Linked DNA regions of Macaca mulatta: region 2 is linked to region 1. Evidence: chromatin contacts called from public Hi-C data. All regions are on one chromosome and are shown on one strand. The core of a region is the stretch at or near the end of the contact, and the rest is flanking DNA. Distances in the headings are between cores, read along the strand shown. Region 1 overlaps BCOR (BCL6 corepressor). Region 2 holds the start of LOC144338498.

Evidence for each region. Hi-C and Micro-C count contacts between places; a contact is called where the count stands out from the background.
Region 2: a Hi-C map of CD4 T cells shows a contact between it and region 1, with 3 times the contacts expected there. The contact joins the promoter of LOC144338498 here to the enhancer-like site in region 1. A contact is called at or near these places in 6 of 14 Hi-C or Micro-C datasets (CD4 T cells, blood, cortical neurons and 3 more).

The regions. Positions count from the first base shown.
Region 1 is chrX:39,973,743-39,980,396 of T2T-MMU8v2.0, reverse strand. The region is part of intron 1 of BCOR (BCL6 corepressor); the gene reads left to right. Among named protein-coding and RNA genes, the nearest start is that of BCOR, 73 kb to the left of the region's middle. Within about 2 kb of position 3,101, at least 14 of the 40 cell types and tissues checked have an H3K27ac peak or open chromatin away from gene starts, as enhancers often do. A contact at or near this core is called in CD4 T cells, where this site is marked.
Region 2 is chrX:40,025,561-40,032,214 of T2T-MMU8v2.0, reverse strand. It overlaps LOC144338498, which reads left to right and starts at 4,329. Exons shown (of 2, transcript XM_077988367.1): 1 at 4,329-4,416; 2 at 4,574-5,135. The coding sequence starts at 4,378. The coding sequence ends at 5,101. The region is part of intron 1 of BCOR (BCL6 corepressor); the gene reads left to right.

The sequences.
Region 1 (6,654 bases), core at 1,852-4,351:
AGCGGTGACTAATCTGCGGCTCCGGGCCTCTTGGCGCGCAGCCCGGGCTCGCCTCCCGCCCCCTCGTCTCTCCTCCCTGCAGCCCTCCCAGCCCCACCGCGCAGCGCTCCGCCGAGCGAATCGTGCGGGCCAGCGCCGCCGCCGCGTTCCCGGGAGTGTGGAAAGCGGGTCGAGGCGGGTGGCTCGGGAGCCGTCTCCAGTCGGCCTCCTTCGACCCGGGACCGAATGTGCATGTGTTAGCTTTCCCTTAAGCACTTTGATCGGCGTTTTCTCCTCGCAGCCGAGGAGCCAGAGCGAACCGGGGCTTTTAACCCCCTGCGTGCCGGCCCCATCGTGGGCTCAGGGAGGAGGGTGCCGCTGGGAGATTGGTCGATACGGGGTGCGATCAGTTTGGTTTAGCAAGCCTGAGCCAGGAGGAGCCCGGCGGGATCCGAGGAGCTTGCCCAAGCGCGGGACGCTCTCCTGTGGAGAGCAGGCAGCTGAGGCCCGAGGCGGCTAGTTAATGTTCAAGCCCTCCCAGGGGCAGCGCCGTAACTCGACCTGCCTGGCCAGGCTAGGTGCGGGCTGGAAAGGCCCGGCGGGCGGAGGGGCCCAGGAGGCCGTGGCGGGACCAGCCTTCACGCACCCGGTTCGTTGGCGCGTGGATGGCTCCTGACCCGGAGGGGGGGGCTTTGCGCTCGCCCAGCGGACTCGGCTCTGGCCGCCGCTCCCTCCCCTGGCCCAGGCCTCGCCTGGGAGTTAATGATTGATTTACTGGCTCCGCGCGGCCGGCGCCCTCCCAGCTATTTGTCCAAGCTGAGGAGTTGCTGGCGAGCAGCGCAGAGGCCAAGAGAGCGGGGGTCGCCGGGGAAGGGAAGCCACGCTGCTGACGGGAAGGAGAGGCCACTAGCTTAGCTCCCACTTGGCGGCTCTAGCTGTGTCGGGGCGAACCCTCAGGAAGCCGGGCCCGGGCGAAGGGAGCATTGGGAAGCTCCACATGTAAATGGGTTGGCAGCTGGCGATTAGGCCGCCCGATTTTATGAGTCATAAAGGGCCGCCCGCCTGGCCCTCAACCTGCTCGCTGTGGATCCGGCGCGCTTGAGGCCCAAGTGGTGGACCATTCCGGCCGCGCAGAGGGTCATGCTTCGGGGGGCCCAGGCCGCCGAAGGAGTTGCGAAGGACTTTCTCTCCTTTCTTGTAGAAGGCAACACCAACACCCTAAATCAAACCGCTCCAACAACCGAACGCTCCACACAGACACATCAATAAGGATTTCGCCTCCCGCGTACGAACGCACAGAAACACTTGTCCTATTTTTATGCAAATGACACCACACAAATAGATCTCGCAAGCCCGGGAGAGGGGCGGGAGGAGGAGGGGAGCCGCCGCCCCAGCCAGGGGGCTGTGAGAGGGGAGGGACGCCAAACCCGCACCCCAGGGCCCGCGCCGGCTCCGGCGCAGCGGGGCTGACACTGGCCAGGCGGCCCGCCCCGCAGGCAGTGGCTCCCTGCCAGCGCCGCCAAATCGGCCGCGTCCCCAGGCTGCCTGCAGAGGCGGATTAGGGAAGGAGCGAAGCGAGCCTGTGACTAATCGCGGGGCCTCGGACCGGAGCACCAAGGCCATGTGCGACTGACAGGACCGACACTAGCAGAGGACACGGCGACGCCTCGCTTAATTGCAGGCTTAAAAAAATGCCGCCTGAGCAGCTCTGGCGCGGAGAGCCACGGCTTGCGCGTCGAGCTAGGGAGCGCGCGCGGGGGGGGAGCGGGGGTTTCTGCTCTCTCGCCCCGAGGATGGAACGTTTGGCGTCTCCTGGACCGAGGGACCTGGCCCTCGCGTCCCCCACTCTGCTGGGTCGCCCCGCCCCGCGTGCCGAGCAAGTGTGGCTGAGCCCGCCAGGAGACTACGATCCAGCCTCCAGGGCTGTTTCTGACCCGACCCTTTCCCCGTAAAGCCGACGTTTCCCCGCTTTCGCCCTAGATCCTATACAGGAGGGGGCTGCGCAGTTGGGGGTGACAGATTCCAACAAATCCTTAAAATAAAAACCGCACGCACGAAAGAAACACTTTCTCTTCCCTCCCCTTCCTTCTTCACCGACTGATACAAAGCCCCGAATGACCAAAGGGAAAAAGAGAGGTAAGTCGGGGCTGCAGGGAGAGAGGTCATCGAGTGCCAAAACCTCCGGGCTCACAGACACGAACCCTGGGCTCTTCACCCCTGGTCACAGTCTCTGTGGCCCAGACCTTCCTGGAGCACTGGGGCCTCTCGGGGGCGTAGGGAGAAGCGTTGGGAGGCCGGCGGCTCTGTTGGGGAGGGGGAGTGGGAGGGAGCGGAGAACCCAGCGAGAGAAGTTTCCACCACGCTCCGGTCGGCTGCTGCCAAAATCCCCGGACCCCTCCCCGCCTGCACCGCCTTCCGTTGCCACCACAAGTTTGGTTTAACGAGAGCTCGGGACAAAAGCAAACGTTTTCTATAGATCCCGAAAACAAAGGGGAAAGAGACGCCCGGGGCCGCGGAGAAGCGGCTGCTAGCGTAATGGTGCCAGGCCGAAAGCAGAGCATTAGAACTGCAAAAGCCGCGCGGGCGGGAGGAAGTGCGAGGCGGGAGGCGGGAGCGCGGGGAGGGCGGGAGGCGGGAGCGCGGGGAGCGCGGGGAGCGCGGGGAGGGCGGGAGGCGGGAGCGCGGGCGGGGGAGGGGCGCTGCGCCATGTTTCCGTGTCACCCGCCGAGTCGCCGGCTCTGGGCTCGGCCGCCGGCTCCCGCCTGCCTCCGTAACAGCAGAAAGCGTGCGATTAGCAGCCAGACAGGCGGAGACTCCAGGCCCGCGGGGCCGCCGCACACGCCGCCCGCGGCCCGGGCCCGCGCCCCCCCCGCCCGCCGGGTAATCATCCTCCTCGCTGCAGCGCTGTGTGCACTCTCATTAGAGCAGGGAGGCTTTTCTCTGTGCACTCGCTCGGCTCCCGCTGGCAAAACAACGCCTTCCCCGGCCGGGCCCTGGGCCAGGAGAGTCGGGGAGGGTGGGACGGAGGTGGGGGGTCGGTGAGGCAGGGCAAGCCTTGCAGGTCAGCTCCGCCGCCCGATCTCCTCCGGACACGGAGGAGACCGGGAGCGTCCATTGGCCCTCCCCTAGGTGGAGTGGCAAAGTCCGAGCCCCGCAGCCGACCCTACGTCCCTACGTGGGTAGGGGCGGGAGTGCCGGTGCCGCCATGACCTACTCCCGTCCCCCGCCGGAGGCTAGAGTAGGGCTGAGGGGGAGATGAGTGTGTCTGGTTTGGAGAGCGGGGGCGGACACTGGGAAGGCTCTCAAAACAGGTTTTGCCCCATCTGTTTTACGAACGACCTCTTCAGGCCAGAAGCCGGATCCCAGGGGTGGCGGCCCTTCGACCTTCGAAAGGAGACCCGGGCCCGCAGCAGGCCCTCTGGCTTCGCGCTCTGTCGCCCGCAGTGGGTGGGAGATGGGGGTGGCCGAGGCTTGGCTGCTCCTGGCCCTGAGCTTCGCAGCCCTATTTTCGCATCCGCGATCTCCGCACACAACACTAGGCAGCCTCTCAGAGCACCACGCGCCCAGCTGCAGGGCCTGGGAGCAGGTGTTCCTGCCCGGCCGGAGTGGCGGCTCCGCGCCCCTCCCGTCCCAGCTGCGGAGCTGCGAGCGGTGCGGGAGGGCGTGCTTATGGTGGTAGCAGAGGGACAGGGACATCTCATCGGACCGCAGGAAGGGTCCTCCCAGCTTACACCGGGATACCGCAGGGCCCGGGCGGTCGCCTGGGACGAGGAGGGATCAAGGGTGACGCGCGGCCAGCCCTCGTCTGGAACTGCCCTGGGGCCAGCGGAGGCCGCTCGGGGCGGCGCGAGGGCTTCCGGTTCCCGTGACTGCGGCGGCGGCGGCGGGGCGGTTGCGAGGAGCACCCTCCCCTAGCTGCCGCCGCCGCGCGGCTCTCGGAGCAGCGCCCTAGGAGCCTCTCTGCGTCTGGCAGCGCTGCTCTCGGCTTGCGCTGGGATGGGGGCCGCGGGGTGGTCCCGGCCCAGCCCCCATGGGGAGGGGCGGGGAGGCGGGGGCCGGAGACCCTGCGGGAACGGCCGCGCGCCTCCCAGCCCCCATCCTCGCCGCCGCCGCTGATATGGCGGGCACGTGAAGCGCAGCTCGGCGCCCCGGCGCCAGCCAGGGAGCGGCCTGCCCTGCCGGCTCAGCTTACCCGCGGGCCCAGGAACGCGGAACCGAGCCTGGCCGGGCCCCGCGAGGCCCGCACCCCCGCCCCCAGCTCGCTGCGGCCCGGCACCCCCTCCCCGCCTGAGCCCGGCCTTGGGGCCGCGCCAGGCGGCTCGCCCGAGGGGAACTCGGGCTGACTAATGGGACGCGTGTGGGCCTTACGTGAGGCCGGGCTGTCAGCGGATGCCCGCTTGCTCGGAGCTTAGACCGCGGCCAAGCTTTTCGGGGAAGGGCGAGAGGAGGGGTTTCCCCGCTGGGCGGTTTCGGCTCCCCAGGGACAATCCGGCCGCGGCAGGCCCCAGCCTTTGGATCTCGCAGCCTGGCCTGGAGACGGTAGACTCAGCACGTGCCCGACGCCACAGTGCCGACCCGGTTGGGGACGGGGTGGGAGCCTCGGGGTTGTGAGCTGGAGGTGGGCAGAGGCTAAGTCAGCTTGGTCTGGGGCGCCCGCCTTGAGGTTTGCGTTCTGGGGCTAGCCATTGGGCCGGGGGGGAATTTGCAGGGCGCCCTGAGGTCGTGGAGTCCAATACCAAAACCTTCCTCAACAAAGTCTTCCGGAAACCCCTTCGTGAAATTCCTGTGCCGAAAGAAGGATTTCTAAAACTCCCCGAGGGTCCGGTTCGGCTGGGAGCTTTCGGGTTCTAGGGAGTGTGATTTCCTTTTTCTCTCTTTATAGGGGCCTATAAATATCAGAAGAGTTTCTTCTTATTTCGCATTAACAACCACTTCATGTTGACATAGTTATATGATCCTCCCAAGTATAACTACCTGTTTAGTTTCAAGACACTGAGTGCGATGGCGAAACACAAACATCGACCAGTAACTAAGAGAAGGAAAACCCGGCCGCGAGCTTGGGTTGGATACAGGATAAATCCTCATCACGCATCCCTGGTTTTATTCAGCCTAATTACACTAGTAATCCTGCCCCCCACAAGAAAGCCTGAAATCCTGCAGTCGAGGTGCGACTTGTCCTGGGGAGCCCCGCCAATGGGGAGTGGGTTGTCGGTGGAGGGGAGGTGGGTTTTATATGTCACTTCCAAATGAAAATGTTTTCTTTCTTTCTCTTTCTTCTTTCTTTTTTTCTTTTTCTTTTTTGATGCAGTTTTCGAAAAGAGCGTTTTTGCGAGATAAGAAATGACCGATCAAAATCGCTGAGGGGAGGTTGTAAGCAGCCGCTTTGCCCCAGCTTAGCGTTATCTTATCTTTCACACTTGCATGGAGGAAAAAAAAAAATTGGCTTATCTTTATCCCCACCCCCTTCTCGCCTTAATTGCTAAAAAACACTGGTGTGTTAAACCGGGAGGAAGGAGGTCTCTGGAGTGTCAGTGGAAAAGGAAGATTCAAAAATGTGGGCTCCCGGGGGAAGCAAAGGTGGCAGAATTTATTCTTTCCCCCAGGCCTTTCTACTACAACACAGAGGGTGTACTCCAGGGTGGAAGGCTGGATGGTTCTTTATTATTATTATTTTAAGAACAAAATCTGGGGTTGGCCTTGGGTCGTGTGGCTTCCCCAGGCCTCGCTTTCTGAACTTCTCCCCTCCATCTCTCAAAAGCTGCTCGTGGGTCTGGGTTGAGGCCTCTCACTCTGCCTTCATCCTCCCTCCACTAGACACATCCTCCTTTTGGAGGGGGGGGATGCAAGGCTGGGACGCATAGCCTGCTGGAAATCATTAAAATATATGCGAGTGTCTGCAAACACACACTTTTAAATCATGGCGTTTCCCTTCCACGCTGGTCTATTTAAACTCCAGAGCGAGCTGGATCTCCTCCCTCTCAGTCGTTTGTCTGTGTCACCGACAGGCCGCTAATGGCCGGGCTTCCAGGCGCTGTGCATTATGCATTAGCCTCCTCCCTCCGCCGCACACAGAAGGTTCTGTCAGGCCGCACCACACAAACCACCCGGAGCCCCCCCACCCCACCCCCCGCACTCAGGGCCTGGGGCTGCGCGGCTGCTAACGCGCTGGAAACGCAGGGATGGAGAGGAGGATGAGCACCGAGAGCAGAGTGGTTCGGAAAGTGGAATGGGAGCGGGTGAAATGTGCCGAAGATTACGCCGTTTGGAATCCCCAGCCCGTTGTCAGCCCCAAAACTTTGCTCCTGGCTGCGACCTTCTCGAGGCAACCATCCCACGCCGCTCACCTCTGTGACCGACTTTGTTGGGGGCGGGAGGGCAGAGGTATTTAGAGACAGATCAGCACCGTGTTCCCTTCCGCTGGTCGGTACCCACCTTTGTGCTGCAGGTGAGGGGCTGGCAGAGCCTTCTCTACCCCTTCAGTTCGGGAGTGGCACCGCGAAGGGGTTGGGGTGGTGCGTCTTCGCAGGGACCCGGTGGGAGTGGAGGAGGGAAGCTGGATACAAAATGGTAGGGGCCGGAGGCCGACACACTGGGTCCGAAGGCGAGTAGTTGGTGGTTCCCCGCCCCCGCTCCCGGCGGTTCCCACTCACTGCCCCCAGCCGGGTAAAATATCCG
Region 2 (6,654 bases), core at 3,080-5,579, 51 kb before region 1:
AAGACTGACGTGGAGGCAGGACTGCTTGAGGATAGGAGTTCGAGACCAGCCCGGGCAACACAGTGAGACACTGTCTCGATAAAACATAAAAAAGGTGCCGGGTGTGTTGGTACATGCTTGTAGTCAAAGCTACATGGGAGGCTGAGGCAAGAGGATCGTGTGAGCCCAGGAATTGAAGGCTGCAGTGAGCTCGTACCACTGCACTCCAGCCTGGGCAGCCAAGCAAGATACAGTCTCAAGAAAGAAAAAAAAAAAAGTAGGCTGGGTGTGGTGGCTCACCCCTGTAATCCCAGCACTTTGGGATGTCGAGGCAGGTGGATCACTTCAGGTCAGGAGTTCGAGACCAGCCTGGCCAACTTGGCAAAACCCTGTCTCTACTAAAACTAGAAAAATTAGCTGGGTGTGGTGGCGCATGCCGGTAATCCCAGCTACTTGGGGAGTCTAAGGCATGAGAATTGCTTGAACCCAGGAGGTGGAAGTTGCAGTGAGCCGAGATCGCGCCACTGCACTCCAGTCCAGCCTGGGTGACAGAGTGAGACTCCGTCTCAAAAACAAAAAAAAAAAAAAGGAAAAAAAAAGTAATCCATGTCAACCATCTGATCGTGGAGGGGGATTTCAGATCTCTGTACCATACTTTCCCTTCTCCATTCTTGCCATAGCACTAGAGCACAGTGTCTTACTAAATTCATATCCAGTGTTTACTTTGTAACCACTTATATATCATTCATTGCTGAGCCAAATGAGCTTCAGTGATTGCAGTTCCTTTCTTGTAAGATTTTCTTTTTCCTGGAGTTAGTAATTGCCTCATTTTTATATTTGCCTAATTTTCTTTGACCTATGACTACTTTCCCCATACTTTCCAACCTCTGTACAATTAATCTCAGGACAATTTTCTGTATGTCCAAATCTTGAAGACCATCTGCAAATGGGCTGATCTTTTTTTGTTGTTTCTTTTTTTAATCCCTATTTTCTTTAAATCTGAAACCTTTTTCAAAAAGTTTCCAATCTTCCATTTAGTTTTGTTTTCTGAAACTTATGAAATGCTGTGGGAGTTTTTACTGATTTCAAATGGGGTATCGTGTTTTGGTGGAAAATTGTGTCTCTCCCACCCAGCTAATGTCAAGAGCTGAGAAATGGATCCAGAGTTTCTGATATTTGATATTTTGCTTAGCTGAAATAAACTTTCATCATTTTTCCTAAACAACAACCTTTCAGAAGTAATGACTGTTAGTCCCGGGAACCCTGGAAATATTCAGTATTTGTACCCTCCCCTCTCCCCGCTGAACTGATTCTACATTTTTAGAAATAAAGGTTATTTTAAAAATAATTGGCCTTTACCCAGACCGTTTACTGCAAGATTCATGCCCTTTATTTACGTTCACCTCACGGTGCCTTTTATTTGTGTTCAGTCATTTACAAGTCTGCCTTTCCAACTAGATTGTAAATTACTTGAGGGGGCCAGAGGTGTCTTTAAAAAATTCACTTCTGTACTTTTGGATCCCCCTAGGTCCTAACACAGCGCCTCGCCCTTAGCAAGCTCTCCATAAATGCATGTTAAATTCAAAAAGTGGACAAAAAAAAGTTCCAGTCTTCTCCAATCAGGAGCCCTAAACCGTGGTGACTCTCAAATCCTCTCTGGCCCCAAGAGCGCCCTGTGAACGGTGGGTAGGCCTCGCCCCCTACCCCCAGCTGCCTCCGCAGGTTGCCGCTGGGGACCGAATGCTGGGGTGCGCAGGAGAGGCGATAACACGTTGACCATCGCGGGAGTCCGGGAACCAGAGGTTGCTTCTCAGGATTAAGATCCGTTCCAGCGTTTCGGGGAGGGGCGACACTACAGGCCTCGCTTTCACCAGGGACGGCCGCCCTATAGCCCCCGACCTGGGGTCAGCGTGGTCCGCAGCGGGGAGGGGGGGGGCCTCGAAAGGGAGCGCTCCCCGGCAGCCCGGAAACATCCGCGCGGCAGCCCCGGCCGGGCCTGCGGCTCCGCCGTCCCACCGCCGGGGGCAGCGCCTCCTGCGCAGCCCGGCCAAGATGGCGGCCGGCGCGCAGCCGCCCGCGTCCGGAGGAGAGGCGGCGGCAGCCCAGTGTCAGCCGGGGAGTGCGCTGTGTCCTCCTTTACTCACGGGGACCCCGAGGGCCCGGTCCTGCCACTTCGTCCTGACAGGCCCCCTTCCCGGAACCCTACCTGGAAGGGCCCCGGCTGGGATCGGGACGGCCTGGAGGATGGCCGCCTGGCTAGACATGGTGGACAGGGGACCAGAGGGGACCACTGGGTGCCAGCCCCACACCCAAGCCATTTCCTCCAGCCCTGGGACACCTCTGGTGCGCAATTCGACGATATTAGTAACTGCAGGTGGGCTTCACGCCCCGTAAAGACACAGGGTTCAAAGCTCTTGAAATCAGGAGTGTCTTGGAAAATCTGCTACTTCTGGTTGTGAAACCCACGGTATTCTCTAGTAAAGGCTACAGAATATGTGCGGTTCCTCACATTTGCTGTGACATCGGTATGCGCGCTGTGTAGGCTGCCTGCCTCCTAGGACACTCCAAAACCTGAGGTCCAATTTACCAGAAATGGCATTGATGAATGCGGTGCATTCTGAGTGATCTCCCGCTGGGCTCAGATTGGGAGGTCAGAAGGGCCCCCAAAGGGAGCAGCTGATGCAGGTAGAATCACAATGGTAGAAACAGAGAAGTACCCAGAAACGCTTCCCCATTACCCTTTGTAAACTGGGTTGACACCTCCCACTGGTTCAAGGTTCCATCCAAAGTTTGCATGTTGTTTATCAGCTCAGCTTGAGAGGCAGAATGTGAACTTTTTGGTTTTGTTTTGGTGAAATAGTCTTTCTGCATGACATTTGCACCAGCTTGTTATTCTTATGGAAAACACTTCCTCCACCTACCCTGGGCAGCAGCCACACCAGCCTTTACTTCCTTGTGCAGGCCCTCTTTTAATTACCTCTCTCTTGCTCCAGTTTAGGCAGCCCCCGGCACTTTGTTCAAGTATAGCAATAAACCCAAGACTGGGCCTAATCCTCTGTGGTCCTGACCTTCCCCACAGCGGGCCTGGAGTCTGGAGGGCCTTCCTGCTCCCCTGATTAGGGCCAAGAACGCAGCTTGATGTGTTTTGTGTTTTCTCCCCTCTGCACACTTGGTACTTTTCAGAGTGCTTCACTAAAAAATCAGATGCAAGAAAAACTTCAAAGCAGCCCTTTGGAGCCAGGCCTCCGTGAGCTGGGGTCACCCGACCACCAAGCCAACCATTCGACTTCTAAACTGTAGCCAGGGCCAACGGGTTACCGCTGACCTTTTGCACACCGAATTCCTCTCCTAGCGCTAGCTCGGGTGGCCAGGGAGCCTCAGCTGCACCCACCTCCTGCCCGGTCCAGTCCCGATGCCCCTCCCGGGAGGCGCGGTAACCTTAAACGGCAGGACAGGCGGCTGGCCGAGCTGGTTCGGTGACGACTCCTTGGAGACAGCGGCTTCGAGGAGCAGGCCCCGTCTGCAGCGCAGCTGAACGAGTTAAGCTGCCCCAGGCGTGAGCGGACCAGGGTGGGGCCTGGACAGGAGAGAACCGGCAGGGGGGCCCGGGCCGTGTCAGCCCAAGGATTTCCAATTTGCAGGGGGAAAGGTGAACCTGACTCTCCCTTCCCGAAGGGCTTCGTGGGGGGCCCAGAAGACCTCTGTCAGGGGTTGGGGAGGCGCCTCGAAGCGGGGCCCAAAGTGAGGCTGCAGAAGGGGGGGTTGTGGGGGGAGGCGGTGCGCCCTCAAGGCCACCTGGTCAGTAAAGGCGCTTCTGCGCCGTACGAGCAAGCAAACAGCTGTAGCATCCGCCCCTCGGGCTCCAGCGGCCCACGGTGCAGGCAGGCAGGCAGGGGAAGAGTGGCTCTGCGCGCAGCCCCGGGTGCCCTAAGGCCCATCCGCTGCTGTGCTGCCCCAGCCCTTCGCCCCCTCCCCAAAAAAAACCCGGCCGCGCGGGCCAGAACCTAGGCTGCACGGGCTCCTGACCCCGGCTCGCCAGGCTCAGCCCAATCCGACCCCGCCTCGGCTTCACAAAGGCCACGTGCGGCCAGGGCGGACAAGGAACGGCCACGACTCTCAGATCTTTAATTACGCTAGGAGTCCCTACCCTTCCCCCCAACCCATCGCCGGCTTCCAGCCCTTTAATCAATTTCACGATATTAAATATTAATTTCCTGCCAGCCACGGTTTCTCGGAGGAGGGGGAGGGGATGGGTAGGGCAGCTCCGAGACTGGGATGGCTTTGCAGGGTGTGACCACGATAGCAGGGCGCGGAGGACGCGCGGACTCCTAAGTGACCTGTGCCCGGGAACTCGGAGCCACTGGGTTTTCGCTCTGTAGCTGGGGAACTTGGAGAGTTATGAGCGCCTGGGTGCAGGCCTCCAGGAGGGGCAGCGAGGTGCGTGGAGAGTCCGGGTCTGCTGGGCGACCGCCTCCTGCTCCGCGCCCCCCCACCCCAGCCGCGAGTCAGCCTCACGCGGGCCCGCGGCGCGCTGCGATGATGGATCGCGCCTGGCGGGGGTGATTTGGTGTTGATCGCACATTATCACTGGCAGGTTGGACTGGTTGCTGATGGACGACTTCTAGCGGCGGAGGCAGCGGCGTCTTCAGACGCCGCGCTGGGAGTCGCTTGCTCGGCGAGGGTATTCCCCCCCGACACACCCCCTCCCTACTTCCAGGCGCCAGGAGGGCCTGGGAGTCCGAGTGTGGTCTCCTCGCGCCCAAGGCCGCCCGCTCCCGTCTGGGTCCGGGTGTGGGCTGTTGGCCGGGTGAGGAGAGGAGCCAGGACGCCTCTCCCACTTCCTCCCACTCCTCCTTCCCTTGCCGCCTGCTCCCCACCCCCTGCCTGCTTCCCCACCGCAACCTGGAGGCCCTGGGTCACTCCGCGGGTGATATCCACGCCGCCTGACCCTGGCCGCGGGGGTGCGGACTCTTCCGCCCCGCAGCCCCCGACCCTCTCCCCCGGTCGCAGCAGCCGCGGCACTGCGGTGCGCCCCTTCTCGCCTCTTTTTCTAAAGTGCCTGCAGATACAAAAGCGGTTTCGTAATGCCTTCCGTCTGCGAGAGCCGGAGGACCTTGGCTGACCTTTCGGAAACTGATTGCAACTGCCTGTTAACAGCCCGTACTGACCGCACTGAGCGGAGCGGAGGACAATCATTTAAATGACAGACGGCGAGGTGGCCCCGGCTCAGTCGAGCGGCCTGGTTAAGCCCGCCCCGCCCCTCCTCCGGCCCACCCCCCCGCAGCAACTCCCCCAGCCCCGGGCGCACTGCGGGCCGCGGCGGGGCTCGGGCAGGCGGGGAGGACGCGCGCGCGCGTGCGTGCGTGTGTGTGTGTGTGTGTGCGCGCGTGTCCACGATTACCGGCCGACGGGTTAACCCTTTCCCGAGCAGCCGGTCCCTTTGAGGCCGGGCGCTGCCGGCTTAATCTGCCATCTGCAGAAGAGGAATAAAAGGGCCGTCTCCGCCGACTTTCCCTAATGGGTAAACTGTACCCTCTTAGCGTGACCCAGGCTGCGTCCCTGCTGCTGCCAGGGAAAGATCCGGACCCTTGGCTCTTCTGCCGCGGCCCTGGGTCCCCTCCCTGCACTCCCCTTCCTCTGCACAGACAGACACAAGGAACAGCACGAGGGGTCCAAAGGCTCCCAGAGACTCGCGATGCAGTGGACGTGGGTGTTCCCGGTGTTTCCTATTTTGGAAACTGGAGAAAGGTGGGGTGGGGGGGGAACGTAGCGAAAAGCCGGAGTGGGGGAGGGGAGGCTGGTGACAGGGCACCTCGGGCTTCGCTCGCTCCCTCTCTCGGGAGAGATCGCCAGCTGCTCTCCAACAGGCAGCGCCCTGAAATCTATTTAAAGAGAGGGAAAGGGGAGGAGAACAAAGGGGGAGGAGGGGGACGGCGAGAGGAGCCTGGGCGAGAGCGAGCGAGCAGGGAGGATCCGCCGCTCCGCGGGCACATCAAGCGCTCACATCTGTACACTCCGCGATCGATGGGGAGAATGGATAATATTTGTCAGCTGCAGACCTTTCTCTTCCCTGGTTCCTGGGGAGGGGAGGAGGGGGAGGGGCGGGCAGGCCAGGCGAGAGAGGCCGCCTCAAGGACAGCGCGCTTCCCGCTGCAGCCACACGGAAACCCAGAGCCATGAAAGCCGGGGGATTTTTCTCTTATTATCATTATTAATTATTTTTTATTATTCCACAGCAGCCAGCGAACGCTCGGTGGCGCCCCTCCCCCGCTCGCCCGCCGCCTCCCTTTGTTGATTCTCAGATGCGAGCGCGGCGGGCCCGAGCCGCCGCCGCCGCCGCCGCAGAGCACGATCTGCTCTTGCGCCCTCGGTCGCAGCTGCGGCCCAGGAAGCCGGGGCTGCGTCCCCGCCCCCTGCCCCCCACGGCGCGGCAGCCCTCGCACCCCCTCCTCGCCTCCCGCCACGAGGCCAGCCCTGCCTCTCCACTGCCTCTCGCTGCAGCTCCGAGTCCCCAACGCAGAGCAGAGGCTCTGGCTGCAGCGGCCCCGAGCCTCCGGCCGCGCGGGGGCCTTTGCCACCCCCAACCCCCGCAGCTGCACTCTGATGCCGCCGTCCTCACACATGGTCTTCATTTTGCACACTAGCGGCGTGCTTCCTCTTAGCTCCTCTCCTCGG